Linked DNA regions of Sus scrofa: region 1 is linked to region 2. Evidence: chromatin contacts called from public HiChIP or PLAC-seq data. All regions are on one chromosome and are shown on one strand. Each heading gives the region's core, a stretch centred on a gene start, on an enhancer-like site or on the middle of the called end of the contact. The rest is flanking DNA. Distances are from core to core; before and after follow the strand shown.

What was found. HiChIP or PLAC-seq counts read pairs in DNA pulled down with a chosen protein or histone mark.
Region 1: an H3K27ac HiChIP or PLAC-seq map of alveolar macrophages shows a contact between it and region 2. The contact joins two enhancer-like sites. A contact is called at or near these places in 2 of 2 datasets of contacts at active chromatin or transcription factors (alveolar macrophages and skeletal muscle).

The regions. Positions count from the first base shown.
Region 1 is chr4:111,897,600-111,904,382 of Sscrofa11.1, forward strand. All of the region lies in intron 1 of VAV3 (guanine nucleotide exchange factor VAV3), which reads left to right. Among named protein-coding and RNA genes, the nearest start is that of VAV3, 76 kb to the left of the region's middle. Within about 2 kb of position 4,317, at least 10 of the 83 cell types and tissues checked have an H3K27ac peak or open chromatin away from gene starts, as enhancers often do. A contact at or near this core is called in alveolar macrophages, where this site is marked.
Region 2 is chr4:111,691,603-111,698,254 of Sscrofa11.1, forward strand. LOC106510205 (a long non-coding RNA gene) reads left to right here. Exons shown (of 7, transcript XR_002343539.1): 2 at 4,422-4,714; 3 at 6,224-6,349. Among named protein-coding and RNA genes, the nearest start is that of SLC25A24, 110 kb to the left of the region's middle. Within about 2 kb of position 1,984, at least 2 of the 83 cell types and tissues checked have an H3K27ac peak or open chromatin away from gene starts, as enhancers often do. A contact at or near this core is called in alveolar macrophages, where this site is marked.

The sequences.
Region 1 (6,783 bases), core at 3,067-5,566, 210 kb after region 2:
GGGGATCTTGTGGCCGAGACTTTACGTGAACAGCAACCAAGGGTTTTGAATTGAAAATTAAGACATGAGGCTGACAAAATATTCAGAGATTTTCTGTGTGAAAGGCAATAGGAGAGATGCCTTTTGGATATTCAAATATGGGGGTTTGAGAGGCATTTATTGTGGAGGTGGAAGGACAAAATGTTAGCATGTGTTTTTACAGCTAAATGTATTTGTGAAGAGGGTACTTGACAATGCTGTTTGAACAACGATCACTTGGTCATACAGAGGAAAAAAAAAAAAAAGAGCAGGTGGACCCTGAACAATTTGGGGGTTTGGGCACCGACTTCCTTGCAGTCAAAAATCCATATACAACTTAGAGTCGGCCCTCCTTGTCCGGGGTCCTCTGTGTGGGAGTTTCCTCCACACCCCCATTCAGCCAGCTACCCACAGTGTAGTATGGTAGTATTTACTATCGGAAAAAAAATTTGTGCTTGGGTGGATCTGCGTGGTTCAAACTCAGGTTGTTCAAGGATCAACTGCAGTAAATTCAACCCCTAATCCAAGCGTTTCCCTTTGCATACAGCCCTTTTCTTTTATTTATTTATTTTTATTTTATTTTATTTTATTTTTTTGTCTTTTAGGGCTACATCCAAGCCATACGGATGTTCCCAAGCTAGGGGCTAGGGAATAAGAGCTGCAGTAACTGGCCTGCACCACAGCCACAGCCACGCCAGATCCAAGCCGCATCCATGAACGATGCTGCAGTTTGTGGCAACACCAGATCCTTAACCCACTGAGCAAGGCCAGGCATAGAACCCGCAACCTCATGGTTCCTAGTTGGATTCATTAACCACTTAGCCATGACGGGAACTCTGCCCTTTTCTTTTAGAGCACACTCAACACTAAACTTGGTTTCCATTCTCTGGATCGATGGATTTCTAAGGCTCATCTCTAAAAGCCAAGTAAATGTGTGTCACCACAAGATTTTTCCTTATTCTGAGTGCTGTTTCCACTGAAGAGCCACCAGAGTTGCCTGCCTTGGGGTAACCCACTCAACGGTGGCTCTCGCTCCCTGCCTCCCAGGGCTTGGCTGTCTTGGCTGTGCCTCTGATTCCATCCCTGCTGCTCCCTCCACCACCCTGACTTCACTGCGGTTGCTGTGACTGCTTCCACCCATCTCTAGATCCTGATCTCCAGCGACTGCGTTCGACTGTCCCATAATGGCCTGTGCAGAAAGAAATGACTATTTTTCTGTACCCTTGATAGGGAGCCTTGCAAGCCAGGCTTCTCTGGAACATGGATTGAGCCATTTTTAGTGTGCTGCAGGGGAGCTGTGTTCCAGGCAATGATATGACCAAGTGATACTTTTTCTCATTAAAGGCTACCATGTATGGCTTTCATTAACAGCTTAAGGAATATAGTAAAATAGGTGCTTCAGGCTAATTTTGATCTCTACACTTCCCAGGGATTTAGTTTTCTAGTGCACATACTAGAAATACATAAGGAGGATTAAAGATGCTATGTATTAGCTTTTTTTTTTTTTTCCTCCCCCGGGTCCAAGAGCTAATGCCGGGGTTGACAGAAAAGCCTTTAAAACTGAACTAAGTTCCTGCCGAAGGAGAGAGGTGCGGTGCTCCTTATGAAGACAAGCTGTAGAACGCAGCAGAGGGCTTGTGTGTATGTGTGATGGTGACAGCTGGCCAGGGACCCTGAAATTCACCACTGAATACACACCATCATCTGGGTTGGCAACCCAGCTGATGCTAATGAGCAAAACTGCTTAATAATTTAAAGTCTTTATTTTATTTGTAATTATTAACATCACCAACTTCTAAAAAGGCTTTTGAGGTGATTTCATAATGAAGATATACTGATATATTAGCATGTAAGTAAGAGAATACAATAACAGTTTAATGTAAAAATTTAATACGTTTGCTGGCTAACAGGGAAGGATTACTGTTTATTTTTCTATGTGATAAACTGCATCACCATTCATTCATCAATTTATGCAAACATTTGTCTGTTTTAAAAGCTCTGGGGATACAGAGATGAAATAATTGTAGTCTCCACCGTCAAAAATATTTATTTCATGTAGGAACAGTTGGGCAAACAGATATAGTCAAGCTAGATATTATCACAGGTATGAGCCTGGTCCTATAGAGTAGATAGGATACACGTTGGGGAAGTTGTTTGTTTTTTTTTAATTACTCAGATGAATTTATCACATCTATAGTTGTATGATCATAACAATCTGATTTCACAGGACTTCCATCCCACAGCCCAAGCACATCCCCCCACCCCCGTTTTTTTTAATTGAAAAAATTAAAAAAAATTAATGTATATTTGATTCACAATGTTGTCCCAATTTCTGTAATACACACATACACACACACATATATAGGTATACACATTATTTTTTATATTCTTTTCATCATGGTCTATCCCAGGGGATACATGTGTTTTTACAACTTAGCCCTACGGGTATGAGCTTAATCATTTCAGTAGTTACATATAACCCACAAGAATACTTCATCATTGAAGACAAGGGAAAAACCCTCTAACTTTTTTTTAATTTAATTTTTTTAAAGGCCGCACTTGTGGCATCTGGAAGTTCCAGGCCAGGGTTGGAATCCAAGCCACAGCTGCAACCTCTACCATAGATGCAGTAATGCTGAATCTTTTAACCCACCTCACCAGCCCTGGGTTGGAACATGTACCTCCACAGAGACCTGACCTGTTGCAGTAGGATCCTAACCCACTGTGCCAGGGTGGGAACTCCAAAGCCCTGTAACTTTAAGTGTTATTAAATCATTATTATTATTATTATTTTCTTTCTATGGCCAGCTGCACCTGTGGCATATGGAAGTTCTCGGGCTAGGGGTTGAATCAGAGTTGCAGCTGCCAGCCTGCACCACAGCCACAGCAACACTGGATCTGAGCCACATCTGCGACCCATACCACAGGTTGTGGCAATGCCGGGTCCTTAACCCACTGAGCAAGGCCAGGGATCGAACCTGCATCCTCATGGACACTGTGTCAGGTTCTTCACCTGCTGAACCACAATGGGACCCCCTGAATTATTATTACATTTTGGATGAAGTAATTAAATTTTTATCCTCTAAAAATGAATTGCAGCCTAGACAATAATCAAAGTGGAAATACTGGCTTTCAGTTTACTGAAAATATAAGGGAGTTGTAGTTTAGTTATTTGAGCACAAAATTGGAGCTGAGAAGCAGTCCTCCTCCATTTCTGGCTTTCTTCCTTGAGTGCTCTTTAGGGTCTTTTTTTTTTTTTTGCTTTTAACTCAGTGAACGTTATTATATTTATAGTTGTACAATGGTCATCACAACTCAATTTTAGAGCATTTCCATCCCAAACCCCCAGCCCATCCCTCCCCACCCCAACCTGTCTCCTTGGGAAACCACACGGTTTTCACAGTCTGAGTCAGTATCTGTACTGCAGAGAAGTTCATTGTATCCTTTTTTTAGATTTAGGGTCTTAATTTATTTATAATAACAGGATCAGAAAAACTGAAGGTATTATGTAGTCCTGAACGGATGCTATGCACGTAACTATTTCAGAATTATTCAGGCAGCATCTGTAGAGGGGATTCTTCATAGAACAATGGTGACGATGCCCTTTCTGTTGGGACCCACCGCCTCTCCAGCGAAAGGGACAAATGAGGTCCCCATACAAATACAAATTCTTCTTTTCCTTCTTTTAAAAAGAAAGTTTTCCAAAAGAGGTAAGATTTAGTTGGCCTAATTTTGCAAGACAGAGGTAGAGAGAGAGACACAGGACAGTCTGGTGAATGGGCCAGACACAGAAAACCAAGGTAAGGGCGAAACTTGATTTATTAGTATTTCCCTTCCATAGCTGCCTCCCTGCCTACTAGTTCTACAAGGCATGATGGTAGCCTTTGGAGAGGGGAGAGGACGACTTAGAATGCCAGGGGTGCTGGGGAGAGGTTGGCTTAAGTCTCAGCTAAGAAGGAAGACTTCTTGGACCTTAATATTTGTAGATGGGCTTCATCACGGTCTCTTTTGTGCCTTTCAACACCGTCAATCAGCTTGTAATGGCCACACTTATAATTCAGATTATGCCAGACGCTTAAATTCAGAGTCTTGCCTTCAAATGGGATAATGAGTATCCCATCAAGAAGCCAAGAAATGAGCCTGGCTCTTGGTGGCTCCTGCGAAAATTGGAGTAAGTCAGCACATCCACGTGGTTGTGAAGCTGTATTAGAAATTGTCCACCTTCCCACAAGATACCCTGTCTCAGATGAGATTGAAATAACTCGTTTCACAACAAGCCGCAGAGGTTTTTCTGTTACGTAGCCTCAGTTAACACCAGTCCATGATTGCTGACAGTTTTAGAGAAGTACAAGAACAAGAAAGGGGAAGCGATCCTATTTGCATTCATAGCATTGAGAAAAGGCAAAATGGTTTCTGCACACATAGAGGAAAAAGGAAGCCATACGCTTAATAAAAGGAGTAGAGGGAAAAGAGAGTCTTGAAGGGTTTTATGGTGAACTTTTTAGCAGCCTGACCTTTAAATGTTTCCTTTCTGTAACATTGATCTCACTAGCCTTCAAGTGGGAACGATGAAGAGGCTGCACCATGAAAAAAGCCACTTGGCCTTGTCTGTTGTGATAGCTACCTGGTTATGAAACATCTTCTAACCTAGAGAGCTCTGGCCTGACGTGTAACTTTCAGGTTGTCTTAGACCTTGACAGTGTTAAGCTTTCTTCTTTTGAAAGTTTTCTGCATCTTTCCTGAGTGTTTTTCTCCACCTTGTAATAAATCAGCCAGCTGTTTATGTATTTCTGAAGGGGCAGAGGGGGTGAGCATGGTGGTTGAAGACTGCTGGCTGCGTCATCAGGATGTGTCACTTGTCACTGGATATACCCTAGAGAGAAGCTCTGCAGTATCTGTCCTCATTGGGCCTTTCCATATGAAGTCAAGAATTCATTGACTCAGGAGTTCCCGTCGTGGTGCAGCGGAAACAAATCCGACTAGGAACCATGAGGTTTCGGGTTCGATCCCTGGCCTTGCCCAGTGAGGATCCAGCGTTGCCGTGAGCTGTGGTGTAAGTCGCAGACGCGGCTTGGATCCCGCATTGCTGTGGTTGTGGTGTAGGCCCGCGGCTATAGCTCCAATTAGACCCCTAACCTGGGGACCTCCGTATGCTGAGGAAGTGGCCCTAAAAGGACAAAGTGACAAAAAAAAAAAAAAAAAAAAAAATCATTGACTCAGTTGGTGGCCCCTTTTCACATACCCTGTTCCCTAACTTGCTAAGTGACCATTTTCAGGGACTACCCACCGCTGCCTGTGCAATACCCCAGGGCAGAGCAGTGGGTATAATTCTCAACCCTTCTTTTCTCCCTCACGCCACTCCCTCCACCCCACTCATATTCAATCAGTTGCCAGGCATTTCTTTTCCATATTTCCTGCCAGAATTCGTTCCCTTGCTCCTTCGACCCTCCTAGTCCAAATCACCCAGTAACTTTTTCATTAAATGACTCTGACAGCTTTCTGTCCTCTTCCTTAGCTACCCTCCTCCTAATCTCCCCTGTAAAGAGAAAAGAAGAACAGTTAATTTTGCACACTGCAAAATGGAGCTAGTGTAACACAGTGGTTAAGGATGTAGACTCTGTAGCCAGACGGTGTGGATATGAATTATGACTCCATTACTTTGGCAAATGCAGTTATGTAAGCTTGGGTGAACATCTAAGCCTCGATATACATGACAGAAAGAAAAAAAAAATGCTTTCCTGATTGAGTTGTTCTGAGGATTAAAAGACATAAACATTTAGCATAGATCGTGGTATATAGCACACACTCAGAATTACTCTAATAGCCCTAAAACCCTGAACTGAGTCTTCTATTCCCTCTTTCAAACCTCAGTGTTTGTTTCTGCTAGGATGAAGCCCCCATCCCTCTGGGCTTGCCCTGCGGGTCCCAGCCCCGCCCCGCGGCACTGCTCTTGCTGCTCCCCGCAGTGTCGTGTTGATTCTGAACCACCTCCACGACTGCCCCCCTGCCCCCGACCCTGCTCCATTTCTTCGTCTTGTCTCATTTGCATCCTGTGCCCTTGACCTGAGACACCCTTGCACCGGAGGCTGGCGATTCCCTTCCCCCTCCTTGAACATCAACCGCTCCTTCTACCTTTGTGGCTGACGCGGGTTCACCCTGCAGGGGCTCCTCTTCCACTTACTCCAGAAGGCTCTCTCTGATACTCTAGGACTCACAAGGAACCTTTGAAGGGCCTTCTTCACAGCACTCGCCCTGTCATTGTGCATTCCTGTGTCTGTGCCCTGCCTGACTAGATTGTCTCTTTGGAGGGCAGAAATTGGGTCATATTTGTTTTTTTTTTTCTTTTTTTTAAATCCAGTTGTTGGCAGTTTCATTCAATTAATACGTATTTAATAAGTTAATAAATCAGTGCCCAATTGGGATGTTTTGTGAAGTTTTATGATGCTTACTACCTAAAAGGCACCACGTTAATATTTGTTAAATGAGGAAAGACTGTGTAGACCTTGCATGTGTCCTTGATTTTGGTAGCTGTCATGTGTGGATATATTTAATACTTAAAGCATCCTGCAGTTATTTAATTCTGATACTTAAAATTGCAATCCTAAATTCTAAAAAAATCTAAAATAAGTGATCTAACAACATTTTATCATTTTTGGCCAAGCATAAGGTGTGGTTATGAAGTGAAATAATGAGATGCATTTGTCTGCGTGCGTCATCAACCAGGTCTCAAGGCAGAATGTTTTCAGCTGCTGCCAGGGATACAGA
Region 2 (6,652 bases), core at 734-3,233:
GTAGGAAGGACTGAGTCTGCAGAAGGAATCAGGATTTCCTCAGTGATTTTTAACCCTGACTTCACATTAGAATTCTCTGGGGAGCTTTTAAAACACACCTAGGTCCCATGCCAGGGCAACTCTATCGGAATCTCTGCCAGCATCGCCAGTGAAACAGCAGCAGCAGCCGTAATTTTCAACACCCCTGGGGATTGCCATTGCACAGTCAGGTGAATCACTGATGAGCAGGAAGTTCTTGGGAATAAAGAGGCTGATGGGGGACTCCAGGAGCCCCAGGAGCCAGAGGTGCAGGGTGGGGGTGGGGGTGAGGTGCTGAGTGGCACCTGCCCTGGGGACCAAGGGGGCAGGCTGGATAGTGGGGCTCCTGGATCCGGGGAGCTCTGATTGTTGGCGCTGGAGCCTTTGGCTGGTGGGCAGGAAGCTGCGTGGGGCCCAGCTACCGAGCATCTTCTCGTGGCCTGTAGCTGGGCGCCGGGCCAGGAAGGGAGGTGGGCCCCAGCCTTATTGCCCCTGGGAGGCTACTTCTAGTACGTTCTATCCTCAGGCCTCAGTACCACATTTGAAAAGTGCCATGAGAAACTGGGGCCTGTCTTGCGAGGGCAGACAGGAAGGAGGCAGTTCAGGAAATCATGTCACATGAGGAATGAAAGCAGAAACCGGGAAACAGCAGAAGAAAAACCCTTGAGTGCCTCCGACAACGGTCATGAGGGAGTTGAGAGGCTGTCCTGCAGAAGGGGGATTCGACGGACTGGGTTGAGCTCCAGAAGACAGGCTGGAGAGGAGGAATTTCAAGGGAAGAAGAGTGCATCTTGGTTTAAAAGAAGACATTCCTAACAACCAGCTTCCACCGCATTTGAAAGCGTCACGTACGAAGTGGGGCATTTTTCTAGAGTTTACCGACAGGCTGGAAGGCCAGATCATTAAATCGTTTCAGAACATCATAGCCGTACTCTGGGTCGGAGGCTGGAGAGCATATTCTTGACGGGCTCTCCCTAGTCCTAGATTCTTGAAAATCCCTCCATATGAACATGAAAGACACATTTTTAAAAAACCGAAGAAAAAATCCTTGGTGTGTGTGGGCCATTGTCTCGGGAAAACAGCGTTAGATTCTTCTTTTACGTCTTGCATTGCATTTGGGAAATACAGGTGACAATGTTAAACTATTCAAGGTGGCAGGGTTTTTTTTTCTTTCAATTAAAAAGCAAGGGCTTCCTTCATTATATATATTTATAGCTTAGCACCTTAATAGCAATGGTTATGGGCGCTGACATTTTCAGAACAATCTATTAGTTAATGCTAACCGTGTTTCTGTTTAAGTAGGTCAGTGTTTTGACAGGAGAAACTTGGAAAAGAGAGAAATCTATGTGATTTGAGGAAGGTCATAGCTTAAGTCAGCAATTCAGCCCCAAATAACCAATTGCCGTCATTTGACAGGTGTACGTCTGCAACAGCGAGCCCAGCTGAACACATAATACAGAGCATCTGGATAAATATAGTTCCCATTCAGATGGATTTCCACATAAACCAAGGCAGATGACAGTGAATAAGAAAGGAGATGACCTGAGTTCTTTAGGGAGAGGGGGTGGCTGTAACCTCGTTTTCCATTGCTGGGTTCTTTAAGATCTTGTGAAGAAACGACATTACAACTTTAAAAAAAAAATGGCTCTACTGTAAACGTGTTTGAAACTTTGGATTAAAAAAAGGTTTTCAAGGAATAAGTTGTCAAAAGCTGGAATGAAATGACAACATAGGAATGGCTTGAGGAGGAGGTAGAAGGGGTGATTATGAGATGATTTTAAGGAATTAGATGCAGAAACTCTCATAGCTGCCCAGAGCTGCAAACCATACAGGATGGGAGCTGGAAGGGTAGCAACTTGGCTACAGGTTGTATGATGGCAATTACATGTCATCCTAGAATGGGGAGAACTGTCGAGACAGTAAATAAGTGGTTGCCAGGGGCTTGGGGGCGGGGAGAAATGACACATAGGTGGAGCTCACGGAATGTTTAGGGTGATGAAACTATTCTGTGTGATGCTGGGATGAGTTATACATGATACCATGCATTTGTCAATGCCTGTTACAGCTTTCCAGCTCCACATGTGATCTTTAATATATGCAAATAAAAAAATTCTCTAGGAGGTCAGGGGATCGTAGGAAAGATAACAGATGGTGACAAGAGAATCTGACTGTATTACAAGCCTATGAAACACTCTCATTGAAGGAAGGTGGGAAGTGTGCTGACTTAGCACCTTTGGAAATGAGGGGCGTCTGTGAGACCAAAGGCAGAAGGGCGTGCACGTATGTCCGGAACTCAAGTCAGAAAAGTTGTGTCTCATGGAGGTAAGTGTAAACAGTTCTGATGGTGCTGTACCCGTGTGTCGGAATCCAGCCATTAAGAAAACGCATGGGGAGTTCCCATTGTGGCGCAGTGGTTAACGAAATCGACTAGGAACCGTGAGGTTGCGGGTTCGGTCCCTGCCCTTTCTCAGTGGGTTAACGATCTGGCGTTGCCGTGAGCTGTGGTGTAGGTTGCAGATGCGGCTCGGATCCTGCGTTGCTGTGGCTCTGGTGTAGACCAGTGGCTACAGCTCCGATTCGACCCCTAGCCTGGGAACTTCCATATGCCGCGGGAACGGCCCAAAGAAATAGCAAAAAGACAAAAAAAAAAAAAAAAAAAAAAAAAGATAAAAGAAAAAAGAAAACACATGGTGCACATGGTGGGAACCATGTTTCTTCCTGTTGGAGTGGGAGAGTTCAGGAAAGGGAGATTTCAAATGGTAATGGATCAGGATTGGAGGCTTTGGGCAAAAACTCAGGTTAGCTTTGATACAGATGGTTCATATAGAAATAGGTATAGATTTGTACACACACACCCACTAAAGGGGTATGTCAAGTGTGCACAGAAGCCACCTGAAAGAGCTTCCCAATGGCCAAGCTTGAACATTTTAGCAACAAAATAAAGTGCCTTGAGGTTATAACCCAAAGCATAACATAAATTAAAATAAATATTCATGGATCCATACAGATATAAATAAACTCTTGAATAAATTAATAAATGGGGAGAGAGACAAATTTCCCATCCAGACAAACTCCAAATAAACGATGAGATCCTCCATCCTAAGGGAGGGAGAACATCAGCTCCTCTCCTTATTTCTGGACGTCCTTCCAAAGCATGCAACATGGAAAGAGGGGGTAAGGTAACCTTTCCCTGGAGCAACCTCACGGACACTCTCTAGGCTGGATGATCAAGGTCAACGGAAGTCATAAATCGTGTTGATCGGATGCACCCTTCATAGGCTGGGGTGAAAAGGGAACTTTACTTCTGTGCGCCTCCTCCCCCAAACTCATAATCCACAATCTAATGAGGCAAACATCGGACATCTTCCAATAGAGGGCCTCCCTGCAAAATACAAGGCTAGGATGCCTCAAAATTGTCAAGGGCATCAGAAACAAGTCTGAGGAGCTATCACAGCTAAGAGGGGCCTAAGGACACATGACAACTACATGCATGATGTGATATCCTGGACTAGAATAAGGGCATTCGGGAAAAACAAAGGAAATCTGAAGAAACTACAGATCCTCATTCGTAATGTATTAATATGGGTTCCGTAATTGTACCACAGGCACCAAACTAGTGTCAGATGTTAACGGGGGAGACTGCATGTGGGGAGCACACGTGTATAGTAATTCTCCGTATTTTATCACCTTAATTTTCTGTAAATCCAGAACTGCTCTAAAAAATAAAATCTATTAATAAATCGATAAGAAAAATTCCCAGCTCCCACTCCCCAGGTGATTCTGATACACATCAAAGTATGAAAACTTCTTATCTCAAAAACGCTCCAAAGCCAAGAGTAGCCTTATGTTCTAGACCTATTCATGGGTCAGTATTTTTTTTTTAATATGCTAAAAAAGCAAACATAAGATCTTTGTGAATTTTGCATATGTGGTTTTTCTGACAGCTGTCTCCTCACTGGATGGATCAGGTGCAACAAAAAGCTGTACGATGCTGCCATGGGAGGCAGGTTCCAGGTCATGGCAATGGTAACATGAGGCGTCATGGTTCCCGGGACTCCTTTTGTCCGTTTGGAATATATTTAAATTTTATCGACCAACTAGATTCCTTTATAATATAGTTGTCAAGGTGTTTATCAGGGTTAAATGTAATTACGTATTGAGATTTTTAGGTAAGTGCCATTACATCAGTGATAAAATCATTGTGGAGTTTAGGAGAGGCTGCAAATGGCTTGAGAGAACTGCTGGGTTACAGCTGAGTGTGAGTTATGGTTCGTGTGTGTGTTTGTGTGTGTGTGTTTGGGGGGGGGCATGCACTCTCAGCAAGCAGACAACAACAACAGCTGTTTGGTTACAGGATGAGGCAGGCCAATTGGGAATTACAGAATTATTATTTCTTTGCCCAGATCTTACTCAGAACTTCCTGGCTTCAGCAAGACTGGCCTGTGACGTGAGTGAAGAGAAATGGATGAGACGCTCCCTGATAGAAACAAGGCTCTCTGGACACGGTCTCTCCAGTTGGACTGAGCCACACGGGGTTTTGAGTATGCTTTTTATCTCACCATGAAAGATGTTTGAGAAATGCTGAGCAAGGCTGGCCATTGCATTTGCAGCATATCAGGGGCTGGTTACGACAGACGCTGGGTAGGAGAAAGATATGCGGACCTGGACACCATCAGTGATCCTCTCTAGCCTGCAGGTAACTAAAACCTGGGTGATCTGGAGCAAATCAATGACCCCGAGTCCCAGAGCCCAGCTGGGACCCAGCAATGAGGTTCCCTGGTTGCGGGACTCCAGCATCAGTCACTTTTTTGAAGCATCCAGGTGATTCTTTTTTTTTTTTTTTTTAAATAGCTCCTTTTTTCATTGTTAAATGTTTTATTGAAATATAGTTGATTTACAAGGTTGTGATAATTTCTGCCGCACAACAAAGTGATCCAGTCATACATAGACCTGAGTTTCGGCAGATGATTGACCGTCAGCTGTCCCAGCTCCTTCCCCTGTTGCTGACGTTTTTCCTTAAAATTTTTTCCTCTAAGTATGATCATTGTCCTGCATCAACAGACATCTGCAGTCTTAAGTCCAGGATCTGGAATGATACATCTGGCCCAGGGCTGGCACTTCCCACCTCCCAGGTCTAGTTAGAACCATGTGTCCGTCCCTTACTGCTCTTGCCTTATCATTGTAATGAACTGCTTGCTGTTGAAAAATATGTGCTGGCGGTTTGCCTTCTCTAGGCCCCTTTTGTTCATTGCTAACAGCTGGGTATCACTCTAATTAGAATGAGTGTTGACTTTCTTTTCAGTCCTGTAATTTACGGTGCAGAAGCTGCCAAGTTGAGGTCAGTTTTGTGTGCAGGATCTGAACCTTACCAAAGTGACCTTGCCAGCTACAACTGTGTGTAGGTTCCCATTTCTGTTCTATTAAAGGATATTTTTACCATATTAAGGGAAATTTCTACCACATTAAAGGGTATTTTTTCCTTTTACTTAGGTTCTCAAATACAACCAGATATGATGAAAGCTAAAAATATTCTCCAGAATAAGTTAATGAATGCATGAAAACACAGCTCCCTTGGAAATATTATTTCATATATGCATATGATGATGATTTCATATCATCCAGGGCAGAAAATTATGGACCCTTAGGAGGGGGATTATAGGGTCATCAACTTCCAATGAAATAAAGAAGTCCCTTCTCTGACATTGCTGATGAGCACACATCCATGTTCCAGACCATTCTAAAGACTGTGATTTGTTACTATATCATTCCTGAGTGATTCGTTTCTTCTAATCCTTTATTTAAACTTTGACATTTCAAGTACCTGTGCTAAATTCAAAGACTGCACAGATTTGGGGGCAGGGGGACTCAGGGCTTATGTCCCCACACCTTAGTGCAGGAAGCAGACAAGATACCAACAATAGCAGTACATTGAGACAAGTACTCTTACAGATCTGGACTTTTCCCTGGGAGCTCCCAAACTGGGAAGTAATTAATTTTGCTTGGGCCTGGGAGGAGGGGAAAAGATGATGAAAGTTTTGCAGAAGAGATGGTCTATCAGTTAGATCTTAAAGAATGAGTAGACTTTCAGGCAAAAAATGTAGAGTCAAAAGGGGTAACGATGGTGCAATAGAACCTCTCATGATTAAAACCTCATTTTATCCTTGGCGTCCCTCTAATTATTTCTCTCTCTCTCCCTTTCCCTAAGATAGGGAATAGAACACTATTTTACTACTCGAAGTATGTCCATGGACCAGGAGCTGGAAGAAGTGTAGACTCTCAGACCCCACCCTGGATCTGCTGAAGCAGCTTTTGCCCTTTTGACAATTCCCAGGTACGTGTGTGTGTGTGCATCAAAGTTTGAGATGCTCTGGGCTACAACTTGTGTCTCCATTTCCTTTTCTCCCATTCAGTCTCTTAAGAAGAGTTATTGTATTTTAGAACCAATTAATGCATGTTCATGTATAGTTTTAACAATCCAATAACTTTACAAGGTTCTTAACAAAAAATGGCAGGCTCCTTTTCTATCCCTCCCCCTCGCCACTAATCACGTCCAAGAATCAACCACTTTTACATCTTTTAGCTATTTCTTCTAATATTTACCTCCAACTCTAAAATTAACATGATCGCATTACTA